4 separate regions of the Sus scrofa genome follow, and all the other regions are linked to region 1. Evidence: chromatin contacts called from public HiChIP or PLAC-seq data. All regions are on one chromosome and are shown on one strand. The core of a region is the stretch at or near the end of the contact, and the rest is flanking DNA. Distances in the headings are between cores, read along the strand shown.

Evidence for each region. HiChIP or PLAC-seq counts read pairs in DNA pulled down with a chosen protein or histone mark.
Region 2: a contact with region 1 is called in an H3K27ac HiChIP or PLAC-seq map of alveolar macrophages, with 9 times the contacts expected there. The contact joins the enhancer-like site here to the promoter of SVIL in region 1. A contact is called at or near these places in 2 of 47 Hi-C or Micro-C datasets (mesenteric adipose tissue and subcutaneous adipose tissue) and 2 of 2 datasets of contacts at active chromatin or transcription factors (alveolar macrophages and skeletal muscle).
Region 3: an H3K27ac HiChIP or PLAC-seq map of skeletal muscle shows a contact between it and region 1. The contact joins the enhancer-like site here to the promoter of SVIL in region 1. A contact is called at or near these places in 13 of 47 Hi-C or Micro-C datasets (alveolar macrophages, blood, embryonic fibroblasts and 7 more) and 2 of 2 datasets of contacts at active chromatin or transcription factors (alveolar macrophages and skeletal muscle).
Region 4: a contact with region 1 is called in an H3K27ac HiChIP or PLAC-seq map of skeletal muscle, with 7 times the contacts expected there. The contact joins the enhancer-like site here to the promoter of SVIL in region 1. A contact is called at or near these places in 1 of 5 promoter capture datasets (liver), 13 of 47 Hi-C or Micro-C datasets (alveolar macrophages, embryonic fibroblasts, fetal skeletal muscle and 7 more) and 2 of 2 datasets of contacts at active chromatin or transcription factors (alveolar macrophages and skeletal muscle).

Annotation. Positions count from the first base shown.
Region 1 is chr10:41,174,894-41,177,668 of Sscrofa11.1, forward strand. It overlaps SVIL (supervillin), which reads left to right and starts at 1,465. Exons shown (of 36, transcript XM_021064788.1): 1 at 1,465-1,613.
Region 2 is chr10:41,038,017-41,040,716 of Sscrofa11.1, forward strand. No RefSeq gene overlaps it. Among named protein-coding and RNA genes, the nearest start is that of JCAD, 130 kb to the left of the region's middle. Within about 2 kb of position 1,300, at least 2 of the 83 cell types and tissues checked have an H3K27ac peak or open chromatin away from gene starts, as enhancers often do. A contact at or near this core is called in alveolar macrophages, where this site is marked.
Region 3 is chr10:41,317,926-41,320,625 of Sscrofa11.1, forward strand. The region is part of intron 3 of SVIL (supervillin); the gene reads left to right. Among named protein-coding and RNA genes, the nearest start is that of SVIL, 140 kb to the left of the region's middle. Within about 2 kb of position 1,431, at least 28 of the 83 cell types and tissues checked have an H3K27ac peak or open chromatin away from gene starts, as enhancers often do. A contact at or near this core is called in epiblast stem cells, fetal skeletal muscle, skeletal muscle and 1 more, where this site is marked.
Region 4 is chr10:41,009,220-41,011,955 of Sscrofa11.1, forward strand. No RefSeq gene overlaps it. Among named protein-coding and RNA genes, the nearest start is that of JCAD, 100 kb to the left of the region's middle. Within about 2 kb of position 1,317, at least 1 of the 83 cell types and tissues checked has an H3K27ac peak or open chromatin away from gene starts, as enhancers often do. A contact at or near this core is called in skeletal muscle, where this site is marked.

The sequences.
Region 1 (2,775 bases), core at 215-2,714:
CTCACAAAGCTGATTTCATGACCAGCAGCTTGAAAAACCCTAAGGCACCCTGGGAATTTAGGAAGCATAGAAGTTAACTAGAGATTCTAAAAGATAAACCTATAATTCAATAGGAAGCAGCTTAAGGGAGCATGCTTATAAATATTGTCAGAAAAAGTGAAGATTGCTCCAGATAAAGTACTTGCTAGCAGATGCCAAATTTGACTAAATCTTCTGAATTTCTAGGAATCAGTCCATTCCTTAAAGTGAACTTCTTTTTGAGCATCCAGTCCAGCCTAGACTTCAAACTTACAAAAATGGTTAAGGCTCTTATCCTCTGGGACCTCAGGGTTTGCTGGAAGATGCAGAAGGTTGACCCAGGAATGATGGCCAGCGCTCTAAGTGCTATGGTTGAGATGTGCCCAGGGTGCAGAAAGAGCAGCACAAGGACACCTCATTCAGGAAGGGGTGGGTGGGCTTCCTAGACCTGGCAACTCTCTGGAGGAGGCTGGAAGAGGTGATACCATCTCCCTAGATGAAGAGAGTGCTGGGTATTTGTGTTCCAAGAACATGGACCATCTTGAATCTGCCGGCATTGGGAGTGGTCCCTTTGGCTCCAATGAAAGGCACAGATGGGGAAATGGTTAGAGATGAGCCTCCAGAAGGAGGCAAGCAAAGGTGCTTAAATTCGTTCCTGAAACAAAAGGAATCCATTGAGGGGTTAAAAAAGGGCACAGGATAACTAGGTTTCTGCTTCTGAAAGATACCCAAGGATGCAGTATGGAGGATGCTGGCCAAAAGGATGCTGTGGCAGTGGTCTAGTTAGGAGGCTGGTATTGAACACCCAAGGAGAGGCGTTCCCATTGTGGCTCAGGGGAAATGAATCTGACTAGTATCCATGAGGACACAGGTTCTATCCCCGGCCAGGCTCAGTGGGTTAAGGATCCAGCGTTGCCATGAGCTGTGGTGTAGGCTTACAGCTACAGCTTCAGTTTGACCCCTAGCCTGGGAATCTCCATATGCTGTGGGTGCAGCCCTAAAAAGCAGGGAAAAAAAAAAAAAAACAGGAGAAACGGCACAAAGGGCTTTGGCCTGGGTAGTAGTGATGGGTATGGAGAAGCAAAGGGGCTGCTGTGAGGCATCCAAGACACAGTAGCAGGTGGATTGAATGGGATGTGCACCTTTGCCAGTCACTCAGATAGAGGATGCAGGTGGGGAGACAACGTTTGGGGGAAAGAGTTCTATGATGGATATACTGAGTCTGGAGTGCTGATTTAGTAGCTACTTGGATCTGGAGATTGGGGAGAGTCTCGCCTGGTGTTAGCTGAAGCCACAAAGTAAAGACAGGACCAGCAGGGGATTGGGAATGAGGCTTTGGGAGGATCCTTAATTCAGGGCTATTACTGATTTGCTGAAGATCAGCTGTCTCTGGTTAGCCTGGGATCAGTGTAAACAGCTCTAGTCTCTGCCTCCTCCGGCCTCCCTAGCTTAAACGCTGCCAGCACTCTCCCAGATAGCAGGAGGAAGGAAGCGTCTTTATTGCATGTGTTCAACACAGACCCTCCTTCTTGAACTTTCCAGAGACGGCACAGGTACCAGGCAGAGGGCATAGCTCCCACGAGGGCAGGGCAGAGGTAAGGCTGCTTCTCTACTTCGTCATTAACAAACTGTAAAGGGCCAGTTCTGAAAGGTCTGCTGGGGTTCCGAATTTCTCATAGATTCTTTTCACACATTGGAGTGTTGTGCTGATCATATTCTCAAGGACCCTGAGCTGGATTTTAAGTCCTTCCAGCTGTGAGTCACAGCACTTTAAGGGTTTGTGTTTGTCAGTCCACATGCGAGCCAGCTCCAGGGGAGGGCACAAGGATGGAGTAGAGATTGGGGAAGGCTGAGCCCAGAAGCTGCTCTGGGATCTTGGGGGCAGTAAAGCTGTTATGGGCCGAGTTGCCCCCGTCTCCTCTGCCCAATTCGTCTGTTGAAGCCCTAACTCCCAGAACCTCAGGATGTGATTGGATTTGGAGATAGGATCTTCAAAGAGGTAACTTAGTGAAAATGAAGTCTTTAATGGGTGGGCTATAATCCAGCATGACTGGGGTCTTAAAAAGAGATTAGGACAGAGACACACAGAAGAAAGGCAGCCATCCATAAGCCAAGGAGAGAGGCCTCAGAAGAAACAACCCTCCTGACGCCTGATTTCCAGCCTCCAGATGGGTGAGAAGATATTCTGTGGTCTAGGCCTCCAGGTCTGCAGGGTAGGTGGTGAAGGCTGCCTTAGGAAACTAACACACTCCCTTTTCATTCTTCAGATGGGAGCAGGTATGGATCCGCTTGATGCATCCTCAGGAGTTAAAATGAGAATCTAACAGTGGGAGGAAAAAAAGCAGTAGCTGGAGGGAATGTAAATGTGAACACTAGTGAAACAGACAAGAAGCACAAGTGAATTTCATAAGTTTATTTACTGCCTCGCAGATTACCAAGTACTTCACCAACCTTAACTCATTTCATCATCACCACTGTCTCAGCATCACCTGGAAACTTGTTAGAAACGCCAAGTTCTGGGCCAGGCAGGTTAAAGAAGCAGACAGTGGGGTGGGGCTCGCAATCTGTGTTTTAAACAAATCTCGGGGGTTTGGCGAGGGATTCTGATTAGCAGAAGTGTAAAGTGTGAGAACCACCGACAGAGGGGACGGTCCCCTGTCAAGACGGGCAGTTCGGAGGGTGACCAGACTTTTTCATGGCTGTGAGTGGCCACAGGACGATCTGCTTGACCAGTGGCCCCGAGCCCCTGCGACTACA
Region 2 (2,700 bases), core at 50-2,549, 140 kb before region 1:
CCTGTTTTGGCTTATTGGTAACTAATACGGATGGTATCCATGAGGACATGGGTTTGATACCTGGCCTCACTCTGTGGGTTAAGGATCTGGCATTGCCATGAGCTGTGGTGTGGGTCACAGAACCAGCTTGGATCCCACATGGCTGTGGCACAGGCTGGCAGCTATGGCTCTGATTTGATCCCTAGCCTGAGAACTTCCCTATGCTGCAGGTGGGGCCCTAAATTAAAAAGAAAAAGAAAAGAGCCTCTTCTAGGGGTGGAGCAGGGACGGGATGGGACTGGAAGGGGCACAGAGCAAGCCCCCCTCCCCCTTGGCATGAAGGCAAGCTGCTCTCTCCTGCTGGGGGTTTGGGTTACAAGAGAATATACCTACGCTCACACTCAGCCAGAGCACACAGAAGATTTGCGCATTTCATCATCTGCAAATTTGACATCAAAAGAAAAAAACCACAATGGACCTTGAACGCTCATTGATGGTATGCATGCTGAAATACGTAGGGGATGGTGCACTGATGGCTATAATCTACTTGGCAGTGCGTCCTATAGAACAAGAAAGATTGGTGGGTAAATAGGGAGTTGGACCGATTGGGTGCAAAACAAGTAAGGGAAACCATTAACTGCAGGGTCTGGGTGGAAGGTGTCCGTTAAAAAGACCCTTTCTACACTGTCATGTGTTTGAACATTTTCATAATAACATGTTGGAAGGAAAAGCCATGTAAGAACAGAGCAGAAGAGAACAGCCATCCTCATCCTCCACCCAGAACACTTAGAGCATCGGAAAGAAGCGAGGATGCAGGGCCAGGATGCAGAGCTCAGCCCTGGGGCATCCTGTGGACTGTTATGGTACCCAGGAGTATTTCTATGGCAACGACGACCAGAAAGACTGCTGAGAACAAAAGACGTTTTCCTGTCCCTGCTTTGGGAAAAAACAAAACAAACACCTGGGGAGGGGGGAGGCACAAGAAAAGCACAAATATGCCCCCAACCCCACACAAGATTAGCCCATTTTATCAGCAGAGACAAGCTGTGTTAAGGAAAGATAGTGCCCGAGCCAGGACTGGAGGCTAATCTCTCTGGGAATTAAAGCTGCATTAACTTGTTTTCAGTATTTCTCAGGAAGAATCCACAGATTCTGAACTATGACTGTTTGCATATTATTTCTTCTTATCTCTTAGAAAGAAAAAAAAAAGACAGTTTGCCCACAATCTCCAGTGATTGGTGGAGAATGAAAGTGTATGCTGACTGGTATTCGGAACTTGTCACTTACTGGCAGCTTCCTTCCTTCTTCACCCCCTCAAGTCAGTCCCTATCTGAGCTTAGGGCAGAAACCCTGTTTTTCTACCCACTCCCACCCACAAAGTTCCCGTTCCTATTTTCTCTTCTATTTGCCTTCTGAGAGGCTCAGCAGTCAAGGGTGGGATTTCTGGGAAGCACCCCTCTTTCTCCTCGGATTGGCCTTTCTGGGCTTGTTGCCTCCCAGGAATGAGGAGATCACTGCCAACTCCTGATTGTTCCAGGTGTCACAGGAAGGGAAGCAGAGACCAGAGGATGCTCAGGGGGCCTCAGAGCCTCTCCCAAAGCAACGGTGAATTTCCTGGCCTTCTTGTGTGATGTTCTGTGGATGCCGGAGGTCAGATAAGGACCACAGAGAGGCAGAAACCCTGCTTTGGCACTCACCCCTTCCCCAGCATCTCCTGCAGGCAAGGCCCCTCCACCCAGGTTTCTAACCCTGGGGTCTAGTGGGTAATTTGATGAAACTGCCCCTTTCTGACACCCCTCCTCAAGCCTTTGACAATTGTCTGCAGTTCTGCAATGTGCAGAGGAGAAAGCGTGTGAAATTCGGAGTTGGGAAAACCTGGGTTCTGGTCTCTGTGCTCCCTTCTTGCCTGGGTGTTAAGACCTCAGGCAGGGGAGTTCCCATCGTGGCTCAGTGGTTAATGAGCCCGAATAGTATCCACAAGGATGTAGGTTCAATCCCTGGCCTCCATCAACAGGTTAAGGATCCAGTATTGCTGTGAGCTGTGGTGTAGGTCGCAGACATGGCTCAGATCTCAAGTGGCTGTAGCTGGGGCTGTGGTGTAGGCCAAGGCTGTAGCTCAATTTGACCCCTAGCCTGGGAACTTCCATGTGCCATGGGTGCAGCCCTCAAAAGACCAAAAAAAAAAAAAAAAAAAAAAAAAAAAAAAAACCTCAGGAAGGGAGTGTCTCTAGGTGTGCAGTGGCCATGACCCCAGGCACCATGGGCAGGATGCCTGGGAGGCTACATGGGCCTCCTGGCATGTAGCTGTGCCCAGTGAACATTTGGAGTTTGGGAGGGGGCATGATGGTGCAGAGGGGAAGAGACGGAAGGCATTTCCATTCAGAAGCAGGGATCCCCGGGGCAACACCATGCCTCAGTTATCCATCACTGGGTGAGGGGTGCTGTGTGACCAAGCCAGCTGAGAGCTGTGACAAAGGGGTGAGGGGCTTTATATTCAGGTTCTGTGCTGCATAACAGCTCACCATGGACAGTGGCTTAGAACAACACGCAGTTTTCATCTCCCAGTGTCTGTGGGTCAGGAGTCTGGACATGGCTCAGCTGAGGCCTCTGCTCCAGGGATCCCCAGGCTGAAATCAAGGGGCTGTGATCTCATCTGGGGCTCAGGGACCCCTTCTGGGATCACAGGTGGTTTTCAGAAGCTAGCTCCTTGCAGACAAGATG
Region 3 (2,700 bases), core at 181-2,680, 140 kb after region 1:
GGCAGGAGTGTGTACAGTGGTTCTAGTTCTGCTAAATGGCTCTCGACTAAATATATACCTTCCAAACCAAGTGTCACTTGCTCGTCTAACATAATCAAGTCTATGAATAGATCTCTTGTGTGGAATCTTGTTAGACAGCCCCGCTTAAGCTAGAAATGCCCAGGGGGAGGGTAATTCGGTCCTATCTCTGTCGTTAGGAGGGGGTCACAGGGACTAGAAGGGAGGAATTTTTTTTTTCCTATAATTTTTAGTTTTTCTATTAAGGAATTTTCTTTTATGACATTGCATTTCATTGGAATAAACAAGACAGGCTCAGTCATCACTGCTGAATATTTGAGAAATTAATTTACTCATTTTTTTTCCTGCTTTTGTATCTTTAGTTTGTAATTCCGAATGTCCTGAGGTTTGACCTCTGAACTTTTTGCAGGATGGTTCAGGCCATCCAGGCTTGTGCCTCCAGGAGTCTTAGTGGACAGAGCTCATGACCAGGAGCTAAGCCTCTCTCGCCTTTGCTTTTCCTGGCCATGTCCTTGGTGGAAGGGCTAATTCAGAATCAAAGAGCAGAGTTCCCATTGTGGCTCAGCAGTTAACAAACCCAGCTAGCATCCATGAGGATGCAGGTTCGATCCCTAGCCTCACTCATTGGGTTAAGGCTCCAGCATTGCCATGAGCTGTGGTTTAGGTTGCAGATGTGGCTCAGATCCTGCGTTGTTGTGGTGTAGGCCAGCAGCTGTAGCTCTGATTGGACCCCTAGCCTGGGAACCTCCATATGCCGTGGGTGCAGCCCTAAAAAGACCAAAAAAAAAAAAAAAAAAAAAAAAAACACCAGAATCAGAGAGCCACAAGGTTGACAGTGGAAGGATGAAGGGACTAATAGTGCTCCTGGGCCCTCTCACTGGGCCTTAAATAATGGGAATAAATCACAAAAGCTGGAGTTTCCATTGTGGCTCAGCGGGTTAAGAACCTGACTAGAATCTACGAGGACGTGAGTTCGATCCCTAGCCACACTCAATGGGTTAAAGATCTGGCGTGGCCGTGAGCTGCAGTGTAGGTTGCAGACACAGCCCAGATCCCCAGTTGCTGTGGCTGTGGCGGAGGCCAGCAGCTGTGGCTCTGATTTGACCCCTAGCGGCCCTAAAAGAAAAAAAAACCTAAAAAATAAAAAAGGTTGTTCCGGCACCTGACCCAGTGACTCTCCTTTAAGGACCCAGGACATGCAATCTCTCTGGAGAGGGTCTGTTGCTATTTTTGAAGTGGGGGCCTCTGGAGGAGTCAGGGTGCAGGCTGAATAGGCTGCTCCACAGACTGATGGTGTGCGGTCTTTGTCGGAGCCTGGAAGGGCCTGGAGCAAAGAACTTTCCCTTGTATGGCCTCTTGCTCCAGGCCACAGCCCAAGTGAAGTTCCTTTAACCCAGAAAGCTGATCCCCAGGCTGGAGTCTGGCAGGCTCAGCTGGAGGAGGTTTCTATTATTATGTCAATGGCCCAACTGTGCAGCCTTTTAAGAGCTTTGGCAGCAGCTAACCCTTTGTCTGCCAAAAGGTAGGCTCTGGCTTTGCTCGCGAGCCCCCCCAGTTTGTACGGTGAACAGTAGGTGACCCAGAAGCCAGCCAGCCAGTCAGCTTGCACATGGCCTTATTAGGCAGACCAGCAGGCAGGCTGAGAAGGCTGGCGCCTGGGGACAGGCCAGCAGAGAGGGTGGCCATGGGCTTGCATTCTGTAAGGAGCCTGGAGCCCAAACCCTGGAGAGGTGGCCTAGTACCGCTCAATTAATTCGAGTGCCCTGTGGTGCTTGAATATGCATTGTCCTTGGCAGTCACTGGGTGGAAAGTGGGAGGTGACATCCCAAAGAACAGAGGGGCATAGCTCATGTATTTTCCTAGGGCTCTGCTCACTGTGTAACCTGTGCTGTCAAGTCCTGTATCAGGACTTATTATTATGGACTTAATCAGGAACTGCTGACTCTTTTCCATTTAGTCCAGGATGTTTTCGAGACGCAGAATCCCTTATTTTTCAGTGGCCACACCCTCAGCATCTGAAAGTTCCCGAGATTGAATCCAAGCTACAGCTGCAACCTATTCCACAGGTGCAGCAATGCCAGAGGCATGTAAGCCACCGCCCAGGCCGGGGATCAAACCCATGGCTCTGCAGGGACCTGAGCTGCTGCCGCTGAATTCCAAACCTTTGGTAGAACAGTGGGAACTCCCCCTCCCCCCCTTTTTTTAAAGTGTGGTTGATTTACGATGTGATAATTTCTACTGTACGGCAAAGTGACTCAGATATGGAGAGGTGTGTGTGTGTGTGTACACACACGCACATCCTTTTTCAATTTTGTTTTATCTCACGATACTGAATATAGTTCCCTGGGCTGTACAGTAGGACCTTGTGGTTGATCCATTCTATATATGATAGTTTGCATCTGCAAACCGCAAACTTCCTGTCCACCCCACCCCCCATCCACTCCCGTTTGGCAACTGCAAGTCTATTCTCCATGTCCATATAGAGACTTGATCGAGTTTTATAGTGAAGCCTTTCTAGGGGGTGAGGTCATACGTGGAGAACCATCGCTGGGCAGTAATGTGGGACAGCACAAAGAACAGTCCTAGGAGCCGGGGGACCCGGGTTTGAGGGCTGTCACAAGTGGACAGATGATGTCGCGATGCAGGTTAGACGGAACGTGCTCTAGAATGACCTCTCCCTGT
Region 4 (2,736 bases), core at 67-2,566, 170 kb before region 1:
AAGAAAACTTAAATAAATATTCTTATGTTCCTACTTTGGAAGGTTGACTATCATAAAGATTTTAAGGGTTCCCATTTTGGCAAAGGGGAAACAAATCCAACTAGTATCTCTGAGGACACAGTTTCCATCTCTGGAAGTTTCAGTCAGCCGGTCAAGGATCTGTTGTTGCCATGAGCTGTGGTGTAGGTTGCAGACTGGGCTTGGATCCTGCATTGCTGTGGCTGTGGTGAAGGCCAGCAGCTGTAGCTCTGATTCAACCCCTAGCCTGGGAACCTCCATATGCTGTGAGTGTGGCCCTAAAAAGCAAAAAAAAAAAAAAAAAAAAAAAAGAAGTGAACACTCACGAAGCCTGTGACCCAGTCATTCCACTCTTCGGTATATTCTCAATATATCCAGCTAAAGACATGTGGAAAAACAGCCCCAAGCTAGAAACAACACTGATAACTACATTATAGCCTATGCATACAACGAAAAATAACACACCTGATGTAAGATGAAAAGGAACACACTGTATCCTGTGACAACATGAATGAATCTCACAAACAACATTACATGATAGATCCCAGACCCAAAGAGGACATATTTCACAATTTCATTTGTAGGAAGTTCAACAACAGGCAAAGTTAATCAATAGTGGCAGAAGTCAAGAGGGGGCTTACTATGGGGAGAGAGCTAGTAAGTGTGGAATTTCTGGGGTTCTGGAAATGCACCTGGTCTAGATCTGGCAGTGGCTACAGAGGTATTACATACATAACACATGCCAGGCTGTGCTCTTAAGCATAGGGTCCTCTACACACTTGGCTATGAGGCATGCGCTGCCTCAATTTAAGAGACTGACTCATTCAGAGTTTCCATTGTGGTGCAGCAGAAACAAATCCGACTAGGAGCCATGAAGATGCAGGTTCAATCCCCGGCCTTGCTCAGTGGGTTAAGGATCCGGCGTTGCTGTGAGCTGTGGTGTAGGTCGAAGATGCAGCTTGGATCTGGCATTGCTGTGGCTGAGGCATAGACTGGCAGCTGTAGCTCCAATTAGACCCCTAGCATGGGAACCTCCATGTGCTTCGAGTGCAGCAGCAATTCCCCCCCCCCCCCCACAATATAGAGATTGACTCATTAAGTAAACTCATAGGTTAAAAAAACACTTCACCAACGTATTCTTTGTGGAAGTGATATGGGGGGTATGTGGGGATGCAGGGGGACTCCTTTATGGATCTACAAGTTAAAATACCTGATCTTTTATAGCCATACACACAACCTCCCCCTCTGCCTCTCCTTGAGGGAAGGGAAAAATGCCTGGTGATGACTTAAAATTGCTCTGCTAACCAAAAACTGCAACTGACAATATCCAGAGTTATTTCTGGGGGAAACCGATACTCTCATACACAGCTGGTGAGACTATAAATTGGAGGACAATTTGGCAGTTCCCCTTCACAGCTTTTAAGATGCATAACTAACTTTCTTTCTTCTTTTTCTTTCTTTCTTTCTTTCTTTCTTTCTTTCTTTCTTTCTTTCTTTCTTTCTTTCTTTCTTTCTTTCTTTCTTTCTTTCTTTCTTTCTTTCTTTCTCTCTTCTTAGGGCCACACCTTCAGCATATGGAAGCTCCCAGACTAGGAGTCGAATTGGAGGTGTAGCTGCCGGCCTACACCACAGCCACAGCCACAGCCACACAGGATCCAAACCACATCTGTGACCTCAAAGAATTAGTATGAAATAGAGTCCAAAATGTCCCATTTATGATGTTTACATTGATCACACATGAAAATAGTATTCTAGAAAAAACTGCATCAAATAAGATCCATTGAGAATTAAGTACACCCATTTCTTGCTACTTTTTAAATGTCAGTACTAGGAAATCTTATCATGTTCCTGTCAGTATCATATTCCTATTGGAGAGCATCGCCCTAAAGGAAGGTTCTATTGGAAAAGTAGCTGATAAAATGGATCTGGGAATGGTCTGGGCTTTGGCACATTTTGCTGGCACTGGGTCCTGGCCATCCAGGGTTCCTGCTAAGGTGTGCCTTCCAAGCATAATCCAGGTCAGGCCTAAAATCCCTTCCCTCTGACATCATCTCATTTTTTTTTTTCAGGCCTTTGCTCTGTGCCAGGAGACAGCCACCTGACCTGCTAAGCTGATGGATTAATGAGTTCTTTCTTTCGATGTCCCAGCTCTGCAATCCCACATGGCCTTCTGATGTATCTGGTGGTTCACCCTTCATTCGTTCAACAAATACCCATTGATGACTAGCTGTGGGCCAAATACACAGTTAGTCCCCCAGGCCAGAGACATCCATGTCTTCAGAGAGGCAGAGACAGAGACAGAGAGACACGCAGAGAGAATTTCAGTCATTTCAGTGCAGTGAGCAGATTCTAGAGTAGCAGAGTAGAGGGATCTATAAATACGTGGATTTGGAATCAAGGACGATGAAATGGTTTGATGCTTGGGGAGGCCCAGGGAGGCTTCTCAGAGGAGCAGAGTGTTTGGGAAGCATTTTGGATGGTGAGCAAGTGCTCTCCAGGAGAAATGATGACAGAAGCTGCTACACAAAGGAACAGTGTACAGGGAGGCACAGAGCATGGGATGTCATTGGTGGGTGGAAAATTCACGTCCCTCTAAATCCAAGTAGGACACTCTTCATCTATGGGCTTATCTAAAAGAATTCTCCCAACTCGTGCTTTCAGATACTAGAACCACTACCTCGGTGACATGTGCCCTTCCTACTTCTTTGCATCCTGATC